Regions from separate parts of the Hordeum vulgare genome. Here region 2 is linked to region 1. A link is a contact called in public Hi-C data. All regions are on one chromosome and are shown on one strand. The core of a region is the stretch at or near the end of the contact, and the rest is flanking DNA. Distances in the headings are between cores, read along the strand shown. Region 1 has its middle 80 kb from the start of LOC123441379. Region 2 holds the start of LOC123441390 (gibberellin receptor GID1-like).

The links. A called contact is a pair of places that touch in the nucleus more often than the background predicts.
Region 2: a contact with region 1 is called in a Hi-C map of seedling, with 4 times the contacts expected there. The contact joins the promoter of LOC123441390 here to the enhancer-like site in region 1. A contact is called at or near these places in 4 of 6 Hi-C or Micro-C datasets (leaf and seedling) and 1 of 1 datasets of contacts at active chromatin or transcription factors (embryo).

What each region holds. Positions count from the first base shown.
Region 1 is chr1H:414,859,672-414,864,004 of MorexV3_pseudomolecules_assembly, forward strand. No RefSeq gene overlaps it. Among protein-coding and RNA genes, the nearest start is that of LOC123441379, 80 kb to the left of the region's middle. Within about 2 kb of position 1,315, at least 3 of the 3 cell types and tissues checked have open chromatin away from gene starts, as enhancers often do. A contact at or near this core is called in leaf and seedling, where this site is marked.
Region 2 is chr1H:415,084,095-415,088,703 of MorexV3_pseudomolecules_assembly, forward strand. It overlaps LOC123441390 (gibberellin receptor GID1-like), which reads right to left and starts at 1,838. Exons shown (of 2, transcript XM_045117851.1): 1 at 1,460-1,838; 2 at 1-851. The coding sequence starts at 1,498.

The DNA of each region.
Region 1 (4,333 bases), core at 65-2,564:
AAGCAATGAACTTCGAATTTATTTTTGGGGCAAACAAATATTGAAAATGTAAACAATTTTGGAATGTCCGAAGATTTTATAAAGTGTGATAACATTTTGAAAATTCTGAGTACTTTAAAAAACAACTATTTTTTGAAAAATAATCAATTACGAAAAAGCAAACACTTGCTGAAACATTTTTTTTAAACCAGTTTTTCTAAAGTGCGGACACTTTTTCTGAACTTTAAAAATGAGAAAAAAGTTTAAAACCTGAATAAATGTGTAAAGAAATATTTGTGACATCTAAAACATATCACGAGTTTAGAACAAAAGTACGTGGCATTTAAAAAAAACATTTGAAGACTGTTCATGAGTTTAAATAAATGTGCTTCTGACATTTTCAGAATGAAGTGTATACAATGTGAAAAAATGCATGATGTAAAGAAATGTGTCATACCCTTAAAAGAACATCCGTGACATGTGTTTGAAAAAGTTTATATAATTTTAAAATATGCAACAATGTAAAAAATATTCGTGTAGTTTTATAAAAATATATTGTCATTAAGATATGTAAAACGGGTATCTGAAAAATATTACCGTGTATTCAATTTTTTGAAAAACATGCATCTAAAAAATGTAAATATAGTGTATTGAAAATATATTTGCGCTCAAAATTTACTATGCAAATTGATAATAATTAGACATGTGTAAAAAAAACGATTACTGATGAAGAAACAAAACAAAAGCGAAAAAGAATATAATATGAAGGAAATTAAGAAAGAAACAAAAGAAACAAAAAGTATAACGAAGAAAGAAAAACCAGATAAAATCGGCAAGAAAATAAAGTATAACGAAGGAAAAAACTAGGGAAAAAATCCAGACCAGCGCGAGCGAGTGCGCTAATAGGCTGGCCTAATTCAGGAAATGCCGGTTAAATTCTCTCAAGGTTTGAAATTGATCCGGATCAGAAAATTTGATATGCTTATTTCAAAGATTAATAGTTTAACGTTTGATTTAGCTTTTTCCTATAAGTTGAAGGTTTGCTTTTAACCTTTTCCGCCTTGCATTCCAAGCTCCGAGGGGGTCGGGCCGGCCGCACATAAAACCAGGTCGTACCTATCCATCCACAGTGGGGGCTCTGCCTCTCCCCTCGTCGTGACCCGGCGCTTTGTCACGACGCGTACGCCTACGCGTCGTTGCCCGCCCCACTTGTCCCCACGAGCTGCTCCCTCTCGGGTCGGGTGGACGGGTGGTCTGAGCCGACTGGGCTGGGCACTGGGTGAGGAGTCGTCGTACGGAACGGAACGGAACGGGACTGGGGGCATCTCCTCCTTTGCTCGTGCCTTTGCTTGCACACCACCGAACCCAACAGCGCATGCGGACAGCCGTGCCGTACCCGCCCCCATACACATCCCTTTACTGGATTTTTCTTCAGTTTTGGCCTCTCTCCCTGCCCCGACGGGCGACGCCCTGCCTTGCCCTGCCCGGATATGAAGACTTTGGTTTAGCGAGCACCATTTGTTGCCATATCTGGTCGAACCCGGCTCTTGCGTTTCTGAGCGCAACAGTGGTGGGTGTTCGATCCGGACGTGCGGACGGCCTATTCCGAGCTGCTGCTAGAGTCTACGCATAATTAGCTCGTCTAATCCTCTACTTTCAGCGTGACTTTTAACGTTTACTCCGTCTACGGATGGGCGTCCGAGTTTTCTTTCCAATCAAATCCGCCCAGCTCAGCCTCACCTCACGCGCGGCGCAACACCATATCAGGCCTTTTTCAGTGCACCGGTGCTAATGATGTTGTAATAAACAGCTGTAACAGCCCCATTGCGGGTCTTTTCAAGTTTTTCGTTTGGGATGAGCGCCAGCCACGGTCACAGCCGGTCATGATGGCGAGGGTTTAACAGGTTCCCTTTCTTTAATAATCTCCCATTGGCACGTACCACCATACTCCTCTGCTGTGTGCCTGTGTCGTGGTACTAGGCCGGTACACGGGCACACTATAGATCATAGACCTAGTACTGGTAAAAAGAGTACCGGCCTATAGTGCCCCGTGCACGCCGGTTTACCTCATCATCGGGTCTTTGGAGGCGATTAGCGCAGGCCCACACCCGCTGTCGAGCGCCTACTGGCGCCTCGGCCCCCTCATCATCATCGCCACCATCGTGTAGTGGCTATGATCGATTAAAAAAAAGGAAAAGAAAAGGAAAAAAGGGGTGCGCGTTATTCGAAATGAGATCGCCGTACGCCACCATCTCCGGCGCTCGCAGTGAAGGGGCTTTGTCGCGACCCTCCGTCCGCACGGCGCACGCGGCCTAAACGTCGCCGTCGCCACCAGCTAATTTAAAGGCGCCGAGCTGGCCGGCTACGCGCCAAGCCTGCCCGGTCGTCGTGGTCACCCGCATCGCAATTGGCGACGACTAATTTAGCGGGTAATTAAATACTTGTAGTGCGGGGGCGTAGTAATCCGCGGCGGCAGTGCGAACGGGCCTGCGGTGCGGTTTTGCCGGTTTGCGACGGGGGTTTTGTCGTGGCCCTCACGTCATCTTCTGTGCTCTCCCTCATCGACAAACCAAAATCCATATAACTGCAAGTTGAATATGGTACTCCTCCGTTCTTAAATATAATTTTTTAAAAGGTTTTACTATTAGACTACATACGGATGTATATAGACATATTTTAAAATATACATTTAATTATTTTGTTACGTATGTAGACCCCTAGTGAAATCGCTTAAAAGACTTATATTTAGGAACGGAGGGAGTATTAGTTAGTATTATGACATTTCTTGGATGTAGATGTGTTGTTGGATGTCTTCTTTCTAGTATTAGCCACACGATACGTTAAGGCTGATTGTCCTAACAAAATCACATAAAAGAGCAAAGTATGCAACCTCATCTGGGACGCTCAACATCCAAAAAGCTTGCTGATCTCTTATGTCAATAAGACCAAAGGGATGGATATTGTAAATGATAGGAAGTGTTAGGAAGTGAAATAGAATGAAATAGAGCTATTTTAGGCTTTCCTATGAAATGAGGCATGAAACGGAGCCACTACGAAAAAATTGTGGGAGTTACGAAAAAAGCTTCAGACTCATATTGTTCATGGGTTGAGAGCGGGAGTTGAACTCTAGGAGGTCGAATCCCCCCTTGTTCCTCAGTAGCTCAGTGATAGAGCGATCGACTGTTAACTGACTGGTCGTAGGTTCGAACCTATTTAAGGAAATTTTATTTATTCTTTAATGTAAGAATTGGCATTGCTGTTTTTTAGAGAAAATAGAGTAAGGACCAGGATGAAGACGATTTGGACTCTGAATGTTTTTAGAGAAAATTCATGACTCTCACAACCAAATGAACTAAACTCACCGAAGAGGGCTAGGAGCAGCAATTTTGCTCCTTGTAGATGCACTAGGAGGTGTTGAAGCAATTGCAATATCTTAGACCCTAACCGAATCTGACCCTATCGGTACTATGCATAAAGGACTCGACAAAAATAGAGATGACTCGGCACTTACATCTCAAAGTCGATGTGAACGTTCGATGCGATAAAGTTGATGGACGATGATGAGGATGATCTCGCGCCGCGTCGGGGAAGGAGGGGATTAGGCGGCTCCTCGAAAGATCGGATGTCACCTAGCCCAAAGGGGGTCGCGTGAGAGGGATGAGTGATAATGATGTGTGGGAGGGGACAAGTAGGAGGGAATGCCATGGCGAGTGCACGCGGCGGCGATCGGAGACAATGACGATGTGTTTGCCACAGACTAGGGCTCGTGGTGAGATGAGGAACCGTTTTAACCCAAATTCAAAAGACAAGAGATGTTGTTGTATAATTATAATTAGCAGATGTGTAAATGCAATTAAGTTAATTCTTATTCTAGGGACGATAACACCCAGACTGAATTGGATTAATTAAAGTTAAATACCTTTTAGGCCGAAAATGCCATTGTGCTCTAATAAGACTTAGTTAGTTTAATCCCGGATCGGTCATATAACACCTCTTCTCATGTATTATGACGCACGGTCAAATTAGCCATATACTTTCCTCATTCTTAAATATAAAATGTATTCTTTTTAAAAATGCGGACTTCTCTAACTTTAATCAAATTTATAGACAAAAATATCAATATCTAGAATGCCAAATCATTATCACTATATTCACCATGGGTAGTACTACCTAAAAAACGCATCGTCACCCCCATCGATCCATGGGCGCCTACTGCGGTATGCCGTCACACCAGCGTACCCGGGCATCACACCTCCTCGGGCTCTCCTTGTCCCGTGGCGCAAGTCGTAGTCACGGCGCCGTGTGGGTGTGCTATGCTAAACTCGCGAGCCAAATGATTAGGGTTAGTGCGCCA
Region 2 (4,609 bases), core at 588-3,087, 220 kb after region 1:
TCCAGCCCGGACACGATGATGAGGCTCTTGGCGAAAGGCAGGCCCTTGAGCCGCCGCCCGTTCGGCCCGAACGGGTTGCACGCCGGGTGGTCCCTGTCCGCGTCCTCCGGCAGGTACGCCTTCCAGTACCAGTCCCTGTCCTGCATCGTGACGAAGTACTTGCCGTCCAGCCGCCGCTCCGACTCGGTCCGCTCCTTGCCGCCGAACATGGCGTTGAGCAGGATGTTGCCGTGTATCTTGATCCCCTCCTCCGCGGCGCGGACGGCCACGTGGTGGGCGATGTTGCCGCCGGAGCTGTCGCCGGCGAGGAACACGCGGGGCTGCGCGTCCTCGCCGCTCCGCAGGAACGGCTGCGCCTGCGCCCACTTGAGCGCCGTCCACCCGTCGTCGTACGCGCACGGGTACCGGTGCTCCGGGGCGCGCCGGTAGTTCACGGACACCACCACGCCCTTGCTCAGCTTCACCAACTGGCGGCAGAGGTTGTCGTAGATGGTGGTGCTGGACGCCGAGTGGGCGAAGCTGCCGCCGTGGAAGAATATGATCACCGGCAGCGGGTCCGGGGACGGCGCCCCGCTCAGGAACTCGAGGATGGGCAGGGTGAGCGCGGCGGCGCCCTCTGCGGCCGCGGCGTTGCCGGCGACGGCGCGGTAGATGCGCGCCTCGAGGCCGACGGAGTGGTCGATGACGTGGTCGAAGGAGGAGACGCCCTCCACCGGCTTGGGGTTGGCGGGCACCCGGCGGTCCATGTACTCGGCGAGGTCGCGCTCGAAGGTGCCGTCTGGGCGGCGGAGCATGTGGTACGACACCTTGAAGTTGGAGATGAGCACCCATGTGTGGAGCGGCACAACCGTCTGCACAGCACGACAGACCCAGCAGCAACAGTGTGAGAGTGAGACCACCACACCAGCAAATGGAAAACACAATCACACACACCTCGCAACGAAACCAAACCCAAACCAAAAACCAAACCAAACGAAACGAGGAGCTGTTTTGCGCTCGGACAGGAGCGCAATGCGAGGCGCCATGTTTCGGCCGCGTCTTGCTAGAAAAGATGCAAGCTTTGCGCGGGCGCTCTGCGGCAAAGGCGCGCGCGCACACGGATGGAGGGATGGATGGATGCGGATGAATGATTTGTTGCTTGTTGGGTAGCTGTATTAGTATCGGCCCCCGCCTAAAACAACGGAGGCAGGCGAGAGGGGAATAAAATTGGGATCGAGCCCAAAGGGGAAACAAAGGCAGCGACGGAGCGAGAGAGAAATCCCCCTTCCCTCCCACCGTAAAGCGGCGAGGCGGGGCGGGGGCACAAATCAAGAATCGCGCGGCGGCGCCCACACGGAAGAAGAAGGCCCGGAAACGAGAACCCAAACACAAACGCAAGGACGGACACACATGCGCCGCTGGCGCCCCGAAACAGGCGCCAAACAAAGGAGGAGGAGGAGGAGGATGGAAACGGACGGACCTTGCACTCGTTTCGGTTGACCTCGTCGCTGCCGGCCATGTCGGCGCTGCCTCCTGTCGGCTCTCTGCTCTCGGCTCTCGGCTGCTAGGAGCAAGATCTCCCCGGGGGAACGAAGGATGCCGCTGGCTGGCTGCTTGGCTCACGGCATGGAGCCCCCAAGAAGCGCGAGGAGGATCCCGCCCACCGAGTCCGGCAGGGGCCCAGCCGCCGGCGATCCGAATCCCCCTCCCTAGCGGGCACCTCGAGCCAGGAGAAGGCAGCCAACAGTGGTGCGAGGGAGTAGGAGGCTCGAAAGGTCGAGAGGGCTCGCTGGTGAGGCGAGTTGTGGCGTGAAGCACAGGGAGACGGATGCAAGGGGGGTGCGGGGCAATGGAAATAGGGGGAGTGGGGAGGGGGAGGGGAGGGGAGGGGAGCGGACGGGGGAGACGACAAAACCGGGCGGCTCAAAAAGTAAAACTTGTGTGTGCGGGGCCCTCACCCCCACTTGCCTAGCCAAGCTGCCATGCCAATATGGTTATTTTTTCTTCTCTCTCTCTCTCTTCTCTCTCCTGGTCTCTTTGTTTTGTTTATTGTTTTGGACGGTCTCGGGGCGCTTGGATGGATGCCTGCCTCTGAGAATTGAGAGCTCCCTCTTTTCTTTTTCTCCTCCGTCCCATCTTTATTTTGCGTTTTTTGGCACTTCTCTTTTAGACGCGGCAGAGAAGAAGTGGACGAACTGTTAGGTGCACCACATCATGGACGGCTCTCATGGACGTACCCTACGTGCATCTTGTGTTCCCCGCATCTTCAAGCTCACAAGATGTTAGCTAAAATTAAGCAAACTCGGCTTAATTTTGTCCAACCTTGTCCATCTCCCGGCTTGATTTTCAAGTCCCAAGTGCAGCATCTTGGCCCCGATCTAGCCCCGCTGCCGGCCTTGACGCGGCTACTTGGGATTTTTCAACGGTTTTCCGGCTCCGTTTTCCGCTCGCACATTCATATTAGACCGAACGCGTAAAGGTCAGCGTAGCATGTACGTTCTGGAGCGCTACGTTACCCCCTGATGGATGGATGGATGGATGCGGGGGGAAGAAAGCACCGTCTTGACATTTTGCCAAAGTACAAGGAATCTAACCACCGGGTTTCCTGCTGAGAGAACGGGTTTATTTATAGTGTATACAACAATAATGGCGCGACAAACAACAATCACAAGGTGTGGGCCGGCCATTCCCTGATCTTGATTTTTCATCTGTCTAAAGCATCTATACTGCTACTATCCCGGTACACCACCGCTATACTGCTAATTAAAATTGTGGTGCTGCCCTGTATTCGTTTCACATGGCCGCGGGCCGCCACGTCCAATATTCAACTCCTCCTGCCGGCCCGGCCGGCAGCGGCGCCGGCGTTCCTCGTCCACCGTCCGTCACCACCGGTACGTGGCGGCCTCTTCTCCGTTTTCGCTCGGCCAATGGTCGCACCCGCCATGGATTACAAGTAGTAGCAGCAGCAGCTTAACCGCGTTCAGCCATGGACTGACGACCGGCGCTAATGTAGGTCGTCGTCCCCCATGTCAATGCGCCAATCGCTGGATTAGTTAAACCCAATGGCTGCCAGTTGCCGTTGGTGAGTTTGCTTTGGGGGATACAACTCCTGGAAAGTGGACTGGTGGTACGTAGGAGTATATAAAGTTCGTGGTGTGTGTGCGTATAAAATGGTTTCCCTATTGGAACCACTTGATGACAAGCATAAACTGTGGCAATTATTGTGGTACATGCACATGCCCGGGTTGTGCACTCACCAGGCACCTATATTCAAATCAAAGACTGGCCCTTGCATCTGAACCAATACGTACGTACTCATTTTTTGGGGTAGCAGCTGCCACACCTTGGATTGGATCGGAAGCGGTTGCCGGGATTATCTGCTGGTAGTGCTGCTAGTTTTTATTTTTTATAGCCTGGATTATCTGGTGTGTTTAGTTATCACTTTGGCATGTTGTTTTGACTTCTTGAGAGCAGCACACTTGAAATTAGCAGTAACTGGGCCAGGAGGACTGCGCCAAGCCCAGCCCACTGTTTTAATTAGTGTGATCAAGGCCTATCTTGGCCATATAAGAGCGTCTATAGCCACACTACCAAATCCAGCCCTGTACGTACCCTGACGCATCCGGACATTGTCTATGGATGTATCCAAATGGCCTCTCATGTTTTGCTTCCTGCATGTACGTATTTCATATTCGAACTCTTAAATTTATGTAAAACCATACACGTCGATCGCACAAACTAAATGTCACATGTAAATAATAAATATTGGTACCAAGCATAAGTAGAGTTACATTAAATTTATTTGAAATGTACAATCAATCATCTGCTCTTCGATTTTCATTATGGGTTCACATATGCTTCATCAGATCATTGAGTAGCTGCTCGTGCACGTGATGATCTCGGTGGTTCTGAGGCATGTGCAGAAAGTTCATAAGTTGAAATACATCCAGATCTTTCGGGATTTCAACTTATTCTCGACGTGCTTCACAATTATTGGTGTGAGCTACACCATCACCCACATCCTCGACGATCATATTTTATAAAATAACACAACATGTCATTAGCTTTTACAAAGGTTCTGATTCCCACATCATTGTAGCCACAGGAACAATTCCCCAACACGCTTGGAGCACTCCGAATTCCCTCTCCACATCCTTCCTAGCTGCTTCCTGCATTGTTGTGAAGTGCTTTTGTTTTCTGCCATGTGGTTTGGGTATGGTCTTCATAAGTGCAACCCACTAAGAATATATGCCATCAGCATGGTAGTATATAATGTTGTACTCTCGGCCATTGACGGTGTAGTTGCAAGGAAGTGATTCCCCGCTGCAAATCGTCTTGAACACCGGAGATCGTTGAAGCACGTTGATGTCGTTGTGTGAACCCGACATTTTAAAAAAAACATGACAAATCCATAAGTCATGTGATGTCACCACTTCTAGTATGATGGTGGCCTTTGTGGTGTGACATTGATACATTCCTCGCAAACCTTTGGGGCACCTCTTCCATTGCCAATGGATGCAATCAATTGTTTCGAGCATTTCTGAAAACCCTCTGGCCTCTTCAATAGCCCACAAAAATTTTGTGTCCTGCACATTTGGTTCTCTCACATACTCTACTCCAAACACCTCGA